7 separate regions of the Mus musculus genome follow, and all the other regions are linked to region 2. Evidence: chromatin contacts called from public Hi-C and targeted proximity ligation data. All regions are on one chromosome and are shown on one strand. The core of a region is the stretch at or near the end of the contact, and the rest is flanking DNA. Distances in the headings are between cores, read along the strand shown. Region 1 has its middle 370 kb from the start of Gm46645. Region 2 holds the start of Tle4 (transducin-like enhancer of split 4). Region 3 has its middle 130 kb from the start of Gm8630. Region 4 has its middle 290 kb from the start of Gm46645. Region 5 has its middle 69 kb from the start of Gm31331. Region 6 overlaps Gm31331 (a long non-coding RNA gene). Region 7 has its middle 27 kb from the start of Gm31331.

The links. A called contact is a pair of places that touch in the nucleus more often than the background predicts.
Region 1: a targeted proximity ligation map of craniofacial prominence shows a contact between it and region 2, with 4 times the contacts expected there. A contact is called at or near these places in 2 of 484 Hi-C or Micro-C datasets (cranial neural crest and nephron progenitors) and 6 of 130 datasets of targeted methods (craniofacial prominence, embryonic hindbrain, embryonic midbrain and 1 more).
Region 3: a contact with region 2 is called in a targeted proximity ligation map of embryonic basal ganglia, with 2.3 times the contacts expected there. A contact is called at or near these places in 1 of 39 promoter capture datasets (hippocampal neurons), 3 of 484 Hi-C or Micro-C datasets (cerebellum, cerebral cortex and cortical neurons) and 6 of 130 datasets of targeted methods (the 230-238 cell line, embryonic basal ganglia, embryonic forebrain and 3 more).
Region 4: a targeted proximity ligation map of forebrain shows a contact between it and region 2, with 8 times the contacts expected there. A contact is called at or near these places in 3 of 39 promoter capture datasets (the SN4741 cell line, embryonic stem cells and neural stem cells), 4 of 484 Hi-C or Micro-C datasets (cerebellar granule neurons, forebrain, ganglionic eminence and 1 more), 12 of 130 datasets of targeted methods (SST interneurons, acute myeloid leukemia, craniofacial prominence and 9 more) and 1 of 9 other capture datasets (embryonic stem cells).
Region 5: a targeted proximity ligation map of embryonic basal ganglia shows a contact between it and region 2, with 3 times the contacts expected there. A contact is called at or near these places in 1 of 39 promoter capture datasets (hippocampal neurons), 2 of 484 Hi-C or Micro-C datasets (3T3-L1-derived adipocytes and cardiomyocytes) and 3 of 130 datasets of targeted methods (embryonic basal ganglia, embryonic forebrain and large pre-B cells).
Region 6: a contact with region 2 is called in a targeted proximity ligation map of kidney, with 4 times the contacts expected there. A contact is called at or near these places in 2 of 484 Hi-C or Micro-C datasets (embryonic fibroblasts and olfactory sensory neurons) and 12 of 130 datasets of targeted methods (the 230-238 cell line, craniofacial prominence, embryonic basal ganglia and 8 more).
Region 7: a Hi-C map of the N1E-115 cell line shows a contact between it and region 2, with 5 times the contacts expected there. A contact is called at or near these places in 2 of 484 Hi-C or Micro-C datasets (the N1E-115 cell line and myocytes), 4 of 130 datasets of targeted methods (craniofacial prominence, embryonic hindbrain, embryonic midbrain and 1 more) and 2 of 9 other capture datasets (embryonic tail and embryonic trunk).

The regions. Positions count from the first base shown.
Region 1 is chr19:14,968,827-14,971,526 of GRCm38.p6, forward strand. No RefSeq gene overlaps it. Among named protein-coding and RNA genes, the nearest start is that of Gm46645, 370 kb to the right of the region's middle.
Region 2 is chr19:14,596,805-14,599,504 of GRCm38.p6, forward strand. Tle4 (transducin-like enhancer of split 4) reads right to left here and starts at 1,379. Exons shown (of 20, transcript NM_011600.3): 1 at 564-1,379; 2 at 1-50. The coding sequence starts at 608.
Region 3 is chr19:14,300,076-14,302,775 of GRCm38.p6, forward strand. No RefSeq gene overlaps it. Among named protein-coding and RNA genes, the nearest start is that of Gm8630, 130 kb to the right of the region's middle.
Region 4 is chr19:15,052,288-15,055,006 of GRCm38.p6, forward strand. No RefSeq gene overlaps it. Among named protein-coding and RNA genes, the nearest start is that of Gm46645, 290 kb to the right of the region's middle.
Region 5 is chr19:14,164,684-14,167,383 of GRCm38.p6, forward strand. No RefSeq gene overlaps it. Among named protein-coding and RNA genes, the nearest start is that of Gm31331, 69 kb to the left of the region's middle.
Region 6 is chr19:14,088,103-14,090,874 of GRCm38.p6, forward strand. Gm31331 (a long non-coding RNA gene) reads right to left here. Exons shown (of 3, transcript XR_386562.3): 3 at 2,139-2,635. Among named protein-coding and RNA genes, the nearest start is that of Gm31331, 7.2 kb to the right of the region's middle.
Region 7 is chr19:14,122,434-14,125,133 of GRCm38.p6, forward strand. No RefSeq gene overlaps it. Among named protein-coding and RNA genes, the nearest start is that of Gm31331, 27 kb to the left of the region's middle.

The sequences.
Region 1 (2,700 bases), core at 190-2,689, 370 kb after region 2:
GTCCTTCCTCATGCCATTACTGGGTTCACCTCAGTTGGTGATTGTCTAAGATAGGGTTACTATTACGGTGACAAAAGACCACGACCAAAAGCAACTTGGAGAACAAAGGGTATATTCCACTCAGAGTTCCATATATCATCAAAAGCAGTGAAGGCAAGAACTCAAGCAAGGCAGGAACATGGAGGAGGAGCTGATACAAAGGCCACAGCAGAATGCTGTTTACTGGCTTGCTCTCCCATGGCTTGCTCAGCCTGCTTTCTTCTAGAACCCAGGACAACCAGCTCAAGGGTGGCCTCACTAGCATGGGCAGTATACTCCCACATTGATTGCTAATTAAGAAAATGCCCTACAGGCCTGCCTATAGCCTGATCTTTTGGAGACATTTCCTCAATTGATTCCCGTCCTCTCTGATGACTCTAGTTTGCATCACATTGTCATAAAACTAGCCAACACAGAGGTGGTGGGGTTTTTCAATATTGTTTTATGTAAACCTCAGGACAACCCTAAAATAAAAGCATCATTTCCTACTAACAAGTGAAATTATTGATTTCTAAAAGAAAAACAAATAATCTGATGTATTCATGTTAGTAGTAGAATAACAAAAACACGATATTTAGGCATAGACTATAATGTAGGTAAAGCTGAATTACCTATAGAAAGAATATATAAAAGAGATAGACGGCGATAGATATAATGGCTGATAGATAATAGAAATCAGAGCTGATAGATGAAAGCTGATAAGGATAGATAGATGAATAGATGATAGATTAATAGACAGACAGATATGATACGACAGACAGAAAATATGATATGACATGATATGATATCTGGTAGAATAGCTGGTAGAAGAGTACTGGAGAAATACACAAAGATTCTTACAAGTAGAATTTTGTGTGACCCAAAGTTTGCAGAGCAAAGTTTTGGCCGAGATAGTTATTAAAGAGAAAATTCTTCTGGGTACTCCATCTAGCCTCCTGATTTCCTCTCGTATAAAGGAAGACAACAATAGATGTCTCTCATAACAAATCCCAAGAACTAGGAATGAATACTGTGACACTGAAGAGCTCTTAAAGTGTTGATTCAACACTCTGTGGTCTACTTAGGATCCCCAAACCAATTTGTGACTCATTCAACCCTGAGAGGTAATCTGTTCTGAAGGAGAGAAAGAGGCATTGTAAATCAGGTGGCAATCAATGATTCCAAAGAGAATTGAACATTTTTTTGTTGTTGTTCAAATGAACAGAAGATGTTGGTATGAATGGTGTGTTCACTGGGAATGAATAGACTCAGCCAGAGCTGCTTTCCAGCTGGTGAACAGAATGCAAGTGAATCTTAAAAAAAAAAAAAAAATCAGGTCCAGAGACATCTTGGAGAAGTGTCTTGAGTTAGGTCATCAAGATGTATGAGATCATTTAGATAGAGTTTAAACAACTGTAAAGTAGAACAATATGACCAAAGACTGGCTGAAGACCCCAACTCAAGTACAGAGCCAAGGGCAGCTGGAAGCTCTTAAGCACTAAATGGGAAGGAGAGAGTAATTTTGACATCAAAGGGATCAGCCTGACAAATGAAAATCAAATTGGATAGACTTTAATGCAAACAGCTGGGTGTGATTCGACCTAAAAAGGCAGATTTCCTGGAGTCAGCCAAACATTCATTAGAACCCCACATGCCTCCCAAAGAGAATGTAAATACATATTTTTTAATTTCCAAGTTTCTTGCATCCCACACATTGGAGAACCGATGCAGGCTAGATAAAAGAGGCTTCAGGACAGCCCTGAGGGTGATTTGATGGCCACACTTACTTTATCTCAAACAAATTTTTTTCTATTCTCTTTTCTACATTTTCCTGTCTTACTCTCTCTCATCTCTCCTTTGTAATGTGTGCAGAACATTATGAAGAAATAATATATCTAAATGTGGTGAATAAATTCAAAGAGTCCCCATCCTCTATGCTGACAGCTTTTTTATATTGGAAACATTTCTGTATGAACTAATACTTCTCTATAGCTGACACAAGAGCAATAGACTTTTTGTTCCCTAACATGTGCCTTGCAATTGGCCTGTCTATGGAATGGAATGCAGATAGAATGGATATATATTGGCTGTGGTTTTGACCAGCCAAGGGATGTTGCTTGTCTGCTCATGGACAGATCAGACTCAGGGAAGGGGACAAAGAGAACAATATTTTATTAGCAACCCTTACATTGTTCTTACCGTGGTTCCAGAAATTTCTGTGGTGTTTTCTTTGCTTTGTCATGGTAACTCAGTTGATCAGCATACAAATAAATATCCAGATCAAAGGATCAACATTGCTGCAAAAGGCAAGCCTGTTGCCTTCCTTACCTACTTCATGTACAGCAATAGCTTGGGATTCCTTAAAGACAGAAGCATTTACCCAAGAAGCATTGATGCTGCTAACATTGCTCATTAAGTATCCCCAGAATTTAGCAAAAGATGGGACGTGGAGTAGGCACCAGATACGTATTTGATATGTTAATAAGTGACATGAGCCAGAAATCTGCAAATGGGTTTAGACATGATTAAGTACAGAGGGAGAGATAAGACACTGTCGGATTCATTAAGTCATCATTATCTGTTTAAATTACCTCGTGTTGCAGGATCTGCAGAGCAAATTCAAAGCCCAAAAATCAAAATTCAGGATTAATTTGGGGTTCAAACAAGGCAAAGCAGAATCAA
Region 2 (2,700 bases), core at 129-2,628:
CAGGATTCTGAAATTGTAAATTTGAAGGGTTGAGCAGGCTGATGCGGTGCCTAAAGAACAACAATAAAATATTTAATTAGCCCACATCGCAGGTGGGGGGTGGACAGCCCGCGGTCCGAGACGTGGGGGGGTTGGTCGCGCCGCTCCCGCCTCTCGCTCGCCTGCTGGGGTCCCGGTGCCTCCGGGCGGCCTCCCTCGGCTCAGCTTCTCAGCCTGGCTTCCGCCTCCCCCCGTCACCCCCCAAACCCCCGAGCCCCCGGCCCGGCTCTCCCATCCCTCCCTACCCGGAATCGAAAGTGGCCCGTCGGAGGCAGCCGCGCCATGGCGTCGAGCGGCCGTCAGCTAGCAGAGCGAGTCCGGCCTGTGGCCGCCGGCGCCCTCCACCCCGCAGACTCGCGCCGCCCGGCTCGCCCCCCTCGGGAGAGCCGCGCGGGCGGAGAGCGGCGGCGCGCTGCTTCCCGGGGCTTCAGAGACAACAATAAGAAAATGGCTACAAGTCGGTCGCCTCCCGCACCCTCGGAGCGGCCGGCCGCGGACAGGGCTGCGGGCGCGGCGCCACTCACCGGGTGGCGCGTCTGCGGGTACATCTTGCTCAGGTCGCGAATCATCCACGCCGCTTTAGTTGGCTGCGCCAGGCAGAGGCGCGCGGCTCATCCGCTTCGAGGGCCCCGCGGCGGCGTCCCGGGCCTGCGGGTCTCGCGTGACGCGGGCGGCAGGCAGGCGCGGCGGCTGGGCGCGGGCGGCCGGCTCCGCATTCCCCGCGGGCGTCACTGAGGGCGGCGGGCACCGTCCGTCCTGCGCCCGCCGAGCCCCGCGCCCGCCGAGCGCCGCCCGCCTGCTCGCGCCCCACTCCAAACTTTTTTTATTTGTCTTTTAATTGGCTGCTATTCCTCGGAATGAATGGTCGCTTCTTCCCTGAGAGCGAGCGCAAACTCCTTTGGTTCGGAAGAGGTCTCGCGGCGCTTGGGGGTTCTCTGGAGATTTTTTTTCACTTCACAGCAACGATCTTTTAAAAGGCACCTTTTAGCTTCTTTTACCACATTTCATTTCCTTTTCTTCCTTCCTGTTTTTTTAGCCCCAAATTGAAGGGGATTATAAAAATAAAAGAGCGAAACGCTTGCGGCTTTTTAAAATTCTCTTTCAAACTCTGCGAACACCACCTCAAAATAATACACGAGTGTGTAAGAGGGGGAAGAAGGCAGCCAACAGCCGAACGCCCGCTCGGAACAGCTCTAACAACGCGCTCTGTGTAGGTGACTTCTTTGACCAAATTTAGCAGCAGCTAATCATTAACATTCTGATACATATTCACGACCATCCGCGGAGGGCCCAAGGAGCATCCCGGGAGATGTAGTCCTCGCGCGGCTACTGTGGCCAAGGATGCCTCCAGATTGACTACAGTCTCCGGCTAGCCCCGCGCGCTCTCCGCGGCGCTCTCCAGGAGCCCCGCCCTCCCGCGGCGCGAGGGCGCCGCATCAACCAATCGGAGATGGCTGAACATTAATCGCGGTTCTGTGTTACTGCCCATCATTTCACCGCTGACAAATGGCAAGCCAGGAGGGCGGGGCCGGGCAGGCTAGGCCCACGTGGGGACAGGGCGTGGCGTGGAGCTCCGACCAATAACTGCAAAGAATTGGTGCTGGCGGAGGCGGGGCGCAGCGGCCCGCCCGGGGCGGAGCCTCGCCCTGGCCGCTGTTCCCTAGTGCGAGCGTTCGAACCGCGGAAACATTTGTTCAGCTGTCAATCAAAGTAACGTGGGGTGGCGAGCCGCGGCGGCTGCTGTCGCTGCTGCACTGGCTGCATCTTTAGAAGCAGGTTTCGGCGGCGATGGCGGTGAGACTGCAGGCCGGTCCGAAGACGCCCTCCGAGGCTCATCTCCCGTTCGACGCGGAGCCCAGGCCTGGCGACCGCGCGGGGGTGCGCACTAATTAGGGCCCGATGTCTCCGTAAAGAGACAAGCTCGGCCTTGTGCAACGCGCCGAAACCCCTGTTGAGACAAGAGAGGGAGGATCGCGCTGATCCCACTCCGTGCGGTTCACATCCATTTTACGCGCTGCTGGAGCCGGCATAATTTTCCGCGTGAGCGCGGACGCCGTCGGCCCGGTTTAGAGCCGCAGCCGGGAGGCGTGCACTGGGCCGGTCCCAGAGCTTCCCGGCCGGCAGACTCTTGACATTCCCTTTCTTTAGAGGCACCAGTCAACTTACTCCGGGGTTGAAAGAGGGTCCGAGTGTGGACCGTCGGGCCTTGGGCTTGTGATGGCCTACGGAAGAGGGTCAGAACCCGGGAGTGGCAGCCCGCCCGAGGCAGTTTTGAGACTTGGCGGGTGTTGGGAGCCTTAAGGCTGAGCTAAGGAACCTCTGACCCCTGGGCAATCAAAAGAATTCGGAAAAAGTCAAGCAGGATTGTAGCCAAGGCTGCTGTGTTTGGGACATTCATTTCTGAGTCCCACCTTAACTCGAAGTGCAGGCTAATACGGTGCTGTTGGTTCAACAAATGTGGGAAAAACGTTTTTCCTAATGATAGCGCTTTCCACGACAGAGGAACCGGTAGCTTAATGCCCAATTCAAGGCGTTCTGTGGGCCTCACTAGTACTGGCCACTGAGGACACCGAGGCAAAGAAAGACTGCAGTAGTCTTGCTAAAAATCCAGAACTGAGGCTCATACAATGCCTCCGTTCTGTAAATTTAATTTCCAAAATA
Region 3 (2,700 bases), core at 61-2,560, 300 kb before region 2:
TGATTCATGATCCCTTCCATCTCCAAAGGCAGCTGCCACATCCCCTTATGCTCTGTTTCTGTCCTCTGCTTCTGACTGAGTCTTCATCTCTCCTCTTTTGTTCTAAGAACCCTTATACTACATTAGAACCATATGAATAACTCAGATAATCTGCCCATTTCAGAACTCCTAATTACATTTGCAAGGTCCCACTTGCCATATAAGGTAACATATTCACAAGAGCTGATCATTAGGGTTTGGACATCATTGAGAGCACATCCTTGGGAACTGTATCCTCCAAAGGAAACACCCTTCTACTCTGTCATCCCTTAACACAAATGTGTTATGTTTACCAGTTATCTGGCCCCTAATTATATTTCCTCCCTATATCTAAGTTAACCATCTCCTTAAGCTTAGTAAGACAGCCACTCACAAGTCATGGGGGTTGCAGACAGTCTCCCACATTCCACATTTTCAACATTCTGGAGGGGAACACTGAGATGTGTTTTGCAGAAATGTGCCCACGCACCTCCCCTCAATTTTTTGACAGACAGCCACACCTGTGTGCCCAAACACGGTTCCCAATTACAGAGTTCAGCCCAGATTTGAAAAGATGTACATCAACACCTCCTTTCTCAGGGCAGAGCACATCTGATTATCCTCAGTGGCAAGAAATGTGAAATTTTAAGCACTGTACCATGTCTAAATATGACAGGGGCATTTGTGCCCTTTCTCCATGATCATTGTCATCTCTTGTCAGGTGACATTGTTCTCAGAAAGCACCATTCCCATACTACAAAAATAAGAGTAAAATGTTATAGAAAGTCCAGAGGATCAATGTGGAAGTCTGATTCTCTCAAGCACAGTACTTAACTATAGGCCATGACTGGAATTTATTAACTTGCTAAAATTGATATGAGGTCTTCAGCCATTGTATAGTGACTGTTGTTTAATTATCCAGATCTAAAGAGTGTCTTTGGCTGATTTGTGATTCTTCCAGCTCTGTAGTTCTCTGTTCAGTCACAGCACAGGTCATTGAACACCCACTGGAAAGTGTCCTTCAGAAGTATGTGAAGGGCCCACCTGCATGAGCCTGGTCCATGCTACATTCAAAGAATATGTGACTGCTGGTTCAGTACCAAGAATCCACTCTGGGTGGGCAAGGAAGGCCTCAGAAATACAAGCAAATGCCAAAGAGAAGCCGGTGATTTTATTCCAATTACACTCAGTGCCATGATGTCACAGCATAAATTTGTACTTTTGCATGCAGCTCATGCTGGTGTGATGACAGCTCTTAAAATGTTGAGTGATTGTGGACCCGTCAGCATAAAATTATTCTAACATGGTGCCGTTATTAGTGCTTCAATAAATGCCATTCTTCTTGTGTTCTGAGGTGGCATTTGCAAATGAGCTAATTTCTCTGCAGTAAAATAATTGTGTTGCATTTATTTTGTGGGGGAAAAAACAGTGCTATTACATAAAGGGGGCTCTTTTTCCATCAAAACCACATACGCTGTAGTTAGTCAAGTTTAAAAAAGAATGCATTAACTAAATGACTAGGTAATTATTTAAATGAACTCGCTGCTTTAAAAAGCTGTGGATGGGATAAACACCTTTAAAAAATCCCTTGTTATTACAAAAAGATGTGGCAAATTAGTCACAGGGGCATCCATGCACCAAGTCATGGTGGGGGCTGTTTGCTGATTGGTGACAGACATTTTCAGGGTTCATTACGAGTCTCTGCATGCTATTCCCACTTCATTCTCTGTAAAGGGTAGTCTGAGAAAGGAGGACAGAGGATATTACATGAGTGTTGTCCTTTTTATTTTCCTGTTTGGATACTTTGCCCTGGAACTCCAGAATTCTCTTAGAAGTTCCAAGTTCAAAGTCCCACTCACACAACGACCTGTCTGTACCTCTGGCTGTGATAACCAAGTAAGGAGCTTCATGTTCCTTTAAGTCTCCTGATGCCACACAGACTCCTCAGCACCTAGTAGGTTACATCAGAATGAAAAAGAAGTAAGCTATCTGCCTCTGGTGTTTACTGAATACTACACTGTTTAGTTACATTCTCCTAGTGACAAAGAGAGGGAATGGAAGAGGGAGATGGGGGTGGGGAGGGGGAGACTAAATTAGTTGATGCTAAAGATGGTCAATGGGAAAATATTTTTTCAAGTGTGCTGAAAACCCTAGGTTTTGTGCAGGCCAGGGGGAAATACAGGTGGATTTCCTGATATTTGCAGTCGTAAGACATGGTAAGCTGTAGACTCTCCTCATTTTCTCCAGTCTGTGAAGATCTCCATGGTTTTCCTCCCTTAGATATTGTCCAGCTTTTGTTAAGTTCTATCAAAACCACGGATACAAAACACAACAAATATCCTAAAGGTTCTTTAAAGGAAAGCAACAAATTATGAAAACCGATGTTAAAACAAGATGAAGCCCAACTAGAACCAAAATGTCGGGGCTTCCATGGGTTCAAACAGGAGGTTCCATGTGCACTAGAAGCAAGCTTCCTCCTCCACCACTCCAAGACATGGGTGCCACAGAAGAAACCCTCAGGCTGCTCAGGCCAGTGAGGGTAGAGCACACTTTTATCGATAGATCTGGTCCAGGAACTGGTGCAAATTTGGTTCAAGTCCATCCCTGCAATCACCAAGAGGCTAAGTTGCTCTTCCACCCCTAGGAAGGCTTCAATGAGGGTTGAGGAAGGCAACATGTTCA
Region 4 (2,719 bases), core at 219-2,718, 460 kb after region 2:
ACAATAGTATACACATGAGATCCTTTTGTATGATTCTGCTTTCTACCAGATTGTGTTATGTCTTCTCACAACAAATAACTTCTGATGCGACTTGACTTTGGTGCTCTGTAACTCAAGCCAGTTAAGGAACACCCAGAGCTGCCTTGGTAGACTGTGGATGCAGAGCTGGGGTTCAGGGCAGCAGGTGGCTTTTTTTGGCAATTGCTGTAATTCAGGAACCAGCGAGTGACAAGAGGTGACTTCCCCTCATGATATGTGAGAACGCTCTACTTGCTGTTTTATTCTCTGTGTTCCTGATTACCTGGTCAGGGAAGCTGTGCGTGAATCTTTCAGGTGCAGACATTTTAAATAGCTGCATTTTATGCCTCTGATATTAACAAGGTCTACAACAAGATGAAACCCATAGCTCCTTGTTCACAATTATGAGGAGTTTTAATTTCAAGTTGACAACACTGTGGCATTTAATGAAGCATGCGGTCTTTGTGCTAGGAGGCCTCCGTGTGATTGGACAGGTTACATGCTGGTGAAGCTGGCCCCGTGTCTGCACCTCAGGCACACGGATTGCTCTCAGGCTCGGAATCACATGCAGGGGTGTTCTTGTCTTTAGAAAATGTACCCTGCATGATGGTGCACATTTCTGATGATGGCTTATCGTGCCAGACACAAGAGGGAGAAGAGGAACATCATTATAGCTGCATTCAGGGATATTTCAATCGGTGCTGATTGCTACTTCTTCTTAAAGCACAGCAATTTGCTGCGCAGATTCTGTAGTGGCGAGAATAGCACCCACTGCTATTTCCTACCTCTGTCTACCTCCCTCTCCTCCCTGCAACAGTGCTTTCATTCCTTTCCTTCTGTTTTGGATTGGCACATAATGCTTGGGGCAAAAGATTGCCTCCCTTACATTTTTACATCCCTACTTTTATTCTGAAATGAATCTCCGGGCTTCATTTTCTTTTATTGGTCTTCTGTACAATGACAGCTGCCGCACACTGCCCAATTAATTGGTAGAATTTATGAACTCCAGGAACTGACCTCTTTTCTTTGAGCTATAAGGTGTGTGTTGATGTGTGTGTGTGTGTGTGTGTCTTTATGCACATCTCCATCTAAACACATTTTTGTAAGCTGCAAATGAACTAGAACAAAGCCATTTGCTACATAAACACATGGCTTTGCAATTTGCTGAAATTTCCAAAAGTGCAGTGTGCATAAAGCAGGGGGAGGAAAAGAAAAGGAGAAAAAAAAAGAAAGAAAGAAAATGGAAACAAAAGAGACCTTGCAGACCAAATATTTTCTTCTTCAAATAGATTGGAATAGTGGATTCAGATCTCCAGTTTCAAAACAAGTTAAGTAAAAGTGCTTTAAATCCTAAAAGATTCCGTCCATGAATTAGGTCCTGGGTTCTCTCAGAATTGACAACATTTTAACACCAGCTGGCACCAGACATCCTGCACCACACAGCCTTTGATGCCTCTGGATAGCTAAAAAAGAAATTACCCAATTACGATGTAATGGCTCTCCAGCCTTTCCAGGCTAGGAATGAGAGAAGGAGTATTTACAATCACAGCGCACAATAATTTTATCCAGTTACATCAAATCAGCTAGGCTAAGTTAGCCCTGCCCTGTTGAGAGGAGCTGCATATGCATATGAAGACAAGAGAGGGCTGAGGACCAGATGGAACTGAAGGCCAGGGGGGTTTTAGGAGTTCACTGGACCCAGGCTTGGGATGAAGAGCATTGGGGGTGGGGGTGGGTGAAGTGGTGATGTAGTAAGTTTACCCAAGCAGATAAAATACCTGCCCCCAAGAATAATCTATTCACAAAAATAATGTATTTCTAAGGGTCTAGGGCAGAGAACAGGTATTTTCAGGCAAAATTGATACATACTAATTTTAAGAGATCATAATATTTGGGTGGTTCTCAGGCACTTGCTTTTAATCATTTTCATTTCTAGTGTGCTTACCCGAAGAAATCCATTTCTTTTTTTGAAACATGAATTCTTTTTTACGTATATAAAGGCCAAAGGGTTCAGATACCACTGAGTCAGGGCTTTCTGTTTCTCCCAAGACCAGGCATGAGGTGGGTATGAGGGCATGGGGGCTGAAGATTTTCCAGGCCCTTGTGTCTCTCCTATCCTTCCCTCTCTGCCTTACGGGCATCACAAAACTGGGAAGTGCAAGGGAGACTTTCTGCTTTTTCTGCTTGATAAGAACAAGAACAAATATTGATGTGAATGCAAAGCATCCACTAATCCCTGTTCTTCTCCCCTGTTTTCCCATAACCCCCAGCTCCTATTCAGGAAATACCCCTTCCCCCACCCTAAAAGGAGAAAACATGTTTGCCAGGAACTGTCCCTCACTGCAGCAGGGAGTGTGTCTGTGTGCAGGCAGACATCAGGAAGGCAAGGACTCACCAGAGCAGGTGATTCACCAACACAGCCTAAAGGGGGTTTGACCTCTTGGCAGACAAGTTTGCTAGCCTGCATTTTAAAATTCAGATTTTTCTGAATCTTCTCTGGCAAATTAGAAGCCCCGTTAGTCACATGTGACTGTCAGTGGAAGATATACACCAGATTCCAAAGGCTTAATTTGGAAGAGAGACAGATAACAAGAAGTTTAGGTCAATTACAAGTTGACTTCTTAATATTTCAGGTAACTCGGGTAAATAAGATAAGTTTATAAAATTAATTGCATCTGTTGCTTTAAAATGTTTTAATGAG
Region 5 (2,700 bases), core at 23-2,522, 430 kb before region 2:
TAGGTTTTGTCAGTGATCTCTGATGTAAAAAATTTGGAGCTTTGCAGAGCATTAGAAAGCATCGGATGCCATGATGGCATCTGATAAGAGGAGTGAGTGTGGGGACAATACAGAAAATTGGCTAAGGAAGGACTGCTTTACAGGACAAGTCAAGACTACAGCTCTGATTGAGATAAAACATTTTAAGGTAGAATGAAGATCAGAGTTAGCTTGCTGTTCAGAGTTAGAGAGAATGAAAGCTTCAAGAGGATTCTTCTAAACCTTATAATCTAAAGTGTTGAAATATCTTGGCCTGAAAGAACTCATCTTAGTGAGTGAGGTTACTGCCCAGGTTTCTATATACAGATTATTGAAAACTAACTGAAGTAATTGTCCCTGGAATGAATAAAGGCAATGAGACTGAGGATGGATTCAGTTTTATCTGTAGTATTTTGTTTTTTCTTATTTTAAAATAATTTGAATAAAATGTCAAAATTGTTAGATCTGCATAGGTTTATCTCAGATTTCTTGCAGGCAAGGAATAAATTTTTGAAGTAGTTACATTTCGAGAACACACCAGTTTATTTCAAGCCAACTTGCTGTCACATATTCTCTAAATTTGTGTTTCTTTGATTTGTGGCATTATATAGGCATATTTTAGTAAAGTATTGGCATATTTACTTAATGTACAACATTTTGAAATTATGCATTTTTATTCAATTTAAGGTTCCATATAATAAGAAACTTTTATGGTCAAATTTTGATCAGTAGTATTACTGTACAACAACACAATAAAAAAACAAAAAACACAAACAAGCAAACAAAAACAAGACCATGAATTAGAAAGAGAACAAGGAGGGGTATATGGGAGGATTTGGGTAGAGAAAAGGAAAGGTGTAAATATTGTAATTATATTATAATCTCAAAACAAAACAAAAACAAAAACAAACACAAAAAAAGGTTGTAATTTTACTCGATAATACAGACAAGGCTTTGAGGCCAATTAGGAATGATCTCACTCACTCATAGAGTGGAAAGATGTCTCTGTCCAAATTCTGGAGGACTATGTAAATTATGAGCACAGGCAAAATGGCCCATGTGAATACTAGTCAAAAGGCGAAGAAACTTCTCACCAAAACAATGCCATCTGGGAAAACAGAGCAAACCCTTAGGATGATTGAGTCCTGTCCATCTGTTCCCCCCTTTTGCCTGACATCTCATGGAGGCCGCTCTTTGTTTCTTCCCTTGGAGATCATGCAGGAATCAACTGCCAAGCATGCCTTACACCTCCATGCCATCTAATTATAGCCTGAGACACTCCAGAGTGCTGACAGTGCTGAGCTATTGACTCTTGACACTCTCTAAAGCTCTTAATTATCTTTTCACATAAGCCCCTTTCAGACCTGTCAACTTCTTTGTATTGTTTATGAAGAGAAAAAAAAAAGCATAGGAAGATTTCAGGACTGTGCAGTAGGAACAAGCTTGCAGTTACCTCTGAGAGCACCCCTGTCTGTGTTCACACATAAACAAGCAAGAGGCATGCAACACAGATGCAGGGACTATTTGGCAGTACGAGTTAGTAGACTTGGGTGAAGTGAAATAAAGATAAATTTTAATCAGCATGGCTTTGAAATCATTCTTAACCTTCGCTTCACTCAAATGTGTATTATACATATATGCACACTCAAGTGTATGGTACATTCATACGTACACACATTAAACCTGTAAACAATGACCAAAATAGCTGGTAGAATTTTATTCAAACCTCAGTTCTTAAACTTTTAAAAATGTATTTCCCATCATTATTGTATGTATATATATATATGATGTGCATGTGTGAGAATTTGTGTGGGGATCAAAGGACAACTTTGTGTAGTCATTTCACTCCTTCCACCTTTATCTGGGTTCCAGAAATTAAACAAGCCCATGAGGCTTGTACACTGAGCCATCTCACTGGCTGGCAAACCTCAGTTTTGAACTCATTATGTGATTAAGCAAGTTAAAGGAATTTTTTTCTTTGCTGATGTGAGTAGTTAAAAGTCAAGTTAAATGGACTTCCCACACCTTCTACCACGCCAGGCCTTTGATTCTAATTTCAGTCTTTTCCTCCTTTGTTCTTGTATGCATCTCCACCCTGTTGAAACACACAAGCAAATAGAATCAAATCTGATACCGAAATGAACAGCACAGATTGTTAAACCTTTCTTATTAAACAGTGAGGAGGCTCAGCAAATGTGCAGGAACACACATCCCAAATGCTAAGGCATAGAAGGAAAGTGAGAACAGGAAAGAAAAATCAGTCCATGATCAAAGCAACACTCAGCATTTAAAACTCAGGCTCACGCTCCTTTGAATTGTAGGATAGATTTAATTCAGATTGTGGTTTTAGTTTCATTTACCAGAGATGATGAAAAACAAAACAAAACAAAACAAAAAACCTAAAACAGAGCAAGAAGCCTTATCCAAATTAACAATGATAGTGATAAACCCAAGAATAAAATCCAGGTCCCTTTGATAGTCAAAGCCCTCTATACAATAACAGCACTAAATAAAGTGAAGCGTGCCATGTAGATGGAGCTCAGGACAGAGCTCAGTGTCTCACTGTGTCCTACTGAACATACCATCACTGTCCCAGGGCATCAGGTTTTAGTCAATAAGTTTAGCAGGGTGGCACATAGCTCATAAGCTTGCTGTGAAGTCCAAATGTGGAAATCCAAGCAA
Region 6 (2,772 bases), core at 104-2,603, 510 kb before region 2:
AAGAGTTTTTCTTCCAGTACAGCTGGCTCCTTCAAAATCTCTGCTCTGACCATTCCTTGGAGATCCCCATTCTTCACACTGGTATCTAATTCTCTGTATGGCTCTGATGCCCTTCTTTAATAATTGTGTTCTGCAGGCTGTTTTCTAGCCTGCAGCATTTTCTCTGAAACTAAGTGAACTTGTAACAATATGAGATAAAGCTTCTCCTCTTTTTATCTTTACTTCCTTTACTCTGGCCAAAAAAATCTTGTTTACTCCTAGGGGCTACAAGAAATTATCCTTTTCTGCTGTTTGTAGGAGAAACCGCATGTGTGCACTGTGTAACTGTAAGCAGTTCAACATGTCATTTCTCTAGTAAAAGGTCCATTTGACCTAACTATAGACACTCGGAACACGATTCCAAGTTCTCCCATTACAGTATGTGTCCAGCTTCAGCCACCCAATTTCACCGATGTGAACCTTACACAACATGTTATCCAAGTCCATGACAGCCTTTTCCTCTCCACTATGAATGTTTTTAAATATCTGCAAGATGTCAAGCAGTTAGTCTGCCTGATATAGCGTGAGCGCTCTCTCCTTTGAGTGATTTGTAGCAGTTTCCTCAAGGTGATTCCATTCCATATTACATCTCCAGATAGTTCAACAGATTCGGAAACACTTGGGCCTTTCTTTGATTTTGCATTAAAACATCTACTCTCAGCTCAAACTTTCACATCACAGCTTCTCTGGGCCCTGTGTTCAAGGCAAATCTGAGCTTTGTGAGCATTAATACAGAGGTGGAAAAGAAACCCACTCCTTGCATGCCGAGATTTGGTAAAGGAAAGGGATTCTTCAAAGTAAGGCAGCATGCTCCACCAGAACAAATTATGTTCAATATCATAATTGGCTTTCTGTCTCCTCTTCTCCTACCTCCTGCATGGCTTATGACCATAGCTGTTTTAGAGTTATTTATATTTTTAATCATAAATGTCTTCTGTCTGTCATAGTAAATGCCAAAATGATGGTACAGTTGTAAAGTCTAAGTGTTTGGAATAATAAATATTCTTTATAACTGAGAACCTTTCAGGATGACCCAAGATCACCCACCTCCACAGTACCTTATGGCAAAACATGAACACTGGATATTGAAAACTGGAGAAATAGAACTCTGGACCTATTTCTCACTTTCTAACCTGTCTTTATTTGCCTCACACCCGATCCACTGCAAGTCTTGCAATCTAGGTGTTTCAAACTTCCCCCAATAAAAGGCAGACAGACCTTTGTCCCACTGTAATAAGAAACAGTTCAAACTCTACTGAAAATTATCATCTCCACTAGGCAACTGTGGAAGTGTGGGAGGTTTTAGTACTCTTCAGTCCACACTAAGACTCCAGAGCCCCACAGAGACAACGTGATATTGAGTGATGACAGATCAGTAAACAGTCTACCCTGCCAATAGAAAAGGGAAGGAAAAAAAGGGAAAGAACTGTCAGTTAATTTCAAAGGAGATTTCTTTTACTGTCTACTTTTGAATATGTGACCTCTTACCTATTCTAGTAGACTAGTAACTAAACTGTGTTTCTCCTTCTAGCAAAGTTTTCATATTAAGAGTTAATATTTACCTTTAATACAGAGAAACATTTTTTTACTGCATATCCTTTAAAACTTTAGGAATTTCAGAAATGTTATTCCCATACTACAACACCTGGCAATACTTTCTCTTGTACATTTTTCAATGTTTAGGGAAACTTAGAGCTTTTAAATTGTTTGTTCTGACATTCACCAATGTCAGAAAAATGCACATTCTCACAAAATCTTAGCATATTACATGTAAAATGAGCTAATAATAAATTACCTGATATAATTATGAGATCGAAGGAGATAATCCATGGGAAATCTAGGCAAACATTTTAGTGCTGTTATATTAATTAGTGTGTTTAATATCACAAGTGACATGGAAATTTAAAGCAGTTATGATAGTAATTCTGGCTTTTAAATGGTCGCCAGTGGGTGTTATAGATGAAGGCATACCTAAATACAGTATGCATTATTATGGAATAACAAGATTTTTCCTAAGGAGACAAAACAATCATGTCTACTCACTCCAAATAAGGAACCCATGACAGACAAAATGATGAATACAACCAAAGTCCAAATTAATGAACCATGAATTTTACTGTGGTTGCTTACAAGAGCAGAAGTTACTCAAAGACAGCTACATCGCCAGAGTTTTAACCCAGCACGTGCGATAGTTCATAAAAGCAAGAAACATGAAGCACTCTGCCTACAGGCAGCTCAAGAGATGGAGAGTAGCCTTTCCAGGTGGCTCAGTTGATCCATCCCTATTCCAGGCAGCTTTGTTGGTGTCTGCTTCTCTCAGGTTGTTTGGCTCATTTAAGCTTCTTCCAGGCTGCTGCTCTGTTCTTAAGAGTTTTCTTTGCACTTGTCTTGTCTGACAATCTTTCTCAGCAGTCTTTCCTGCTTACTCTGAGAGGGAAGGGGCCTAGTGAATCTTGTTAGTTTCAGGTACTTCCTGAAGATATTTTGAGTTGCTTGTCTTCTATCTTAATGAGCTCCCCTGGGACTTGAGCTGTTTCAATGGACGGAAAACTGCTACTTACCAAGTTACATCCACCACATATTATCAACCTAAATTCTGGAAGAAAGGAAAGCAGGAAGATATAATGAAAAAAACAAGGAAAGTGGAGACAAAGAAATACTAAAGTTTCCAGGAGCATAAAAATGCTAGACTTCAGGCACAGGAAAGGTGTCTAGCGTTCATAAAGAGGTCAA
Region 7 (2,700 bases), core at 153-2,652, 470 kb before region 2:
TTTTAATAGAACAGCAAATAAACTGAGAAGCTGGACAGAGAATGGTATGGTCTTAGCATAAGGTCAGTAACTTCATTACTAAGGGCTCCATCCCACTTCCTGAAGGTTCCTTTGCCTTACACCATCAGACTAGAAGTTAGAATATATATATATATATATATATATATATATATATATATATATATATATATATATATATTCAAACCATTACATTGGAAACTGTGATCAAATGAACAGTACATGTATCTGCTTAATCGTGAAGCGGCACAGCAGTTGTTTCCATCACAGTTGTGGACCAGCCACTAAGAGTATTTTCAGAGTAAACTACACAAACTCATCTAACTAACATAGTCAAGTGTTTACCATATAGTCACAATCTCTGTGCTATAAGAAAGAGGGGACAAGGAAGCTCTGAAGAAGCCTCTTCGAGGCATCTCACCAACGACCAGGCTGAATTTATCAAGAGACTGAAACAATAAAATATGAAAACAGCATCTTAGCAGTTACCACCTTGTGTAATAATTTTTATTACTGTTTCTTCTTTGTTCTCTGGTTCCCAACAGCATCAGGATAGCTACTCTAGACTTCTATGAGGGCAGGGAATATATTTGCTATTGCAATCCCAGCAACTAGCACATTGTGGTTGCCATATTGAAATGTATTATCAATGAAGAAATATTCTGACATCCTTTGCAGAAAAAAAAAATCTCCATATGAAATGGAGGCACCTCCTTACACATGGTCTTCTGTGATCTAGCATACACAGCTATAAACTCTGTCACTTTTGTACAGACCTCTTACACAATACCCAGACCCACATATTCTCTTACACTCAATTCTCCATGACCAAGTTCAACTGTATCTTTAAAAGGCTCCCATGCTAGCAGACAGTGGCAATTTTCCTCTTTACTCAGACATGCTTCCATTCATGCCTAGGACCCAGAGTTTAGAGTCTCCAGGGGCCATTAATGGAAGGGACAATAAACTTGGGATGCGTCATGTCATCTTTACAACCCACAGAAGCACAAAGCACAGGATTGGTTTCACTTTCTGACGTCAAGGAATTAAAATGATAGAAGACTTGACAAGTATACTGAATGATTTAACCCCCTTTCCACTCTTCCTGTCTTGACAGTACTCACAGCATCACATAAGGAAGAATGGAGGGAAAGAGAGCACAAAAAGGAAAGAAGTGGAAAAGAGAGGAGAGAGAGAGAGAGAGAGAGAGAGAGAGAGAGAGAGAGAGAGAGCCGGGAGAGAGAAAGAGAGAGAGAGAGAACCCTGCTATCCAATACCCATAAAAATTTGTTTTTAATTCCCTGGCTCTCACAGATAGAGGATTCTGCTAGCATTTAAGATAAGATTAGCTGGTGGTGTGCTATCAGCACCTCCACATTTCCCTGCAGGGATTCCTCCTGACAGGCAGAGGCTGGAGGCATGTCTCAGGATTAACACGAGCTAATGATTATACACTAAAGCTTTGGAAATGTCCGACTAATAGGATTAAGCAATAGCAGATGCAGGTCCCCGTTCAGGTTAAAAATGCACTTTTTACATTACAAAGTCAGACAGATCCCTTTGAACATGCAATGAATATGGATGTTTTCAATTATCACAGTCTTCCAGGGCTATACGATATGGTAAATTAATCCCTTTAGAACATCGGAAACAGGACAAAATAGCCTTCTTGAGGCTGAAATCCCTCGTTTTAGATTTTCCTTCATGGGGATAAGCAGCGGTGCACCTCACATAATTAATCTTATTACAAACAGAGAGAAAGGGGAAGTGGGGAAAAAAGTGTATAAAATTTGTTTAAATATTTGAGAAACTTAGAAAAAAAGGCACTTTGAAATCAACATCTCTTAATTAATTTCCAAGCAGTCAAACATGCAAACAGAAGGCACAGCAAGCTGTTGGGTGTGTTGGGAGGGATTTTATTTCTGTGTGCCTCAGGTGTTAGTGTGACAGGGAAAAGGGGAAAAATTAAGGTCAGTTAGAAAAAAAAATGAACATGATAATAACTGCCAGTACAAAGCGCAACTCCCAAGACACGGGAGTGAATATGAAACCTGAGTGGAGAGGAGAAGCAGAGGGCAAACGGGGAAATGAATCCTTTGCAGCAGGACACTGGATAAAGCTATCACCTTCTGGAACAGCTCCTCACTAAACTGCCATTGATGTAATTAGAGGGACTTGGATGTGCCAAAATTTCACTCACTTTGACTCACTTAGGAGTGACTAGGGGGAGAAAGCCTCAGAACCATGCAGCCAGCCCGGCAATGGTAAGAGACCCAAACTACAGCAAAGCAGGCCAAGTAGCGTTGGTTTGAACCTTTGTAGAGTTTAAAGTCAAAGATCTTTCTTACTGGTCTGAGCAATGGTGTTGTGCCTCAGGAACAAGAATTTGAATCACTCCGCACAACCCAAGATAGCTCTTCGTGTCACAAGTCCGACCAGGTGGGAAATTTCATCAGCAAAAAGGAATCACAGTTGATTTTTTGTTTGTTTGGTTTTTATTTTGTTTTGTTTTGTTTTTCTTTGCTTTAAAGAAAGATGAAAAGGTAAAAGAAAAGAGCAGTTCATGCTGGCTTTCGTCCTGGATACAACTCTTTGAGGCTTTGTTTTCTTTCTATTCCTCGTATGCTTCCTCCCCACGCTAATGAACGGCATAAACAGAACTAGAGTGAAACACTGAAGATG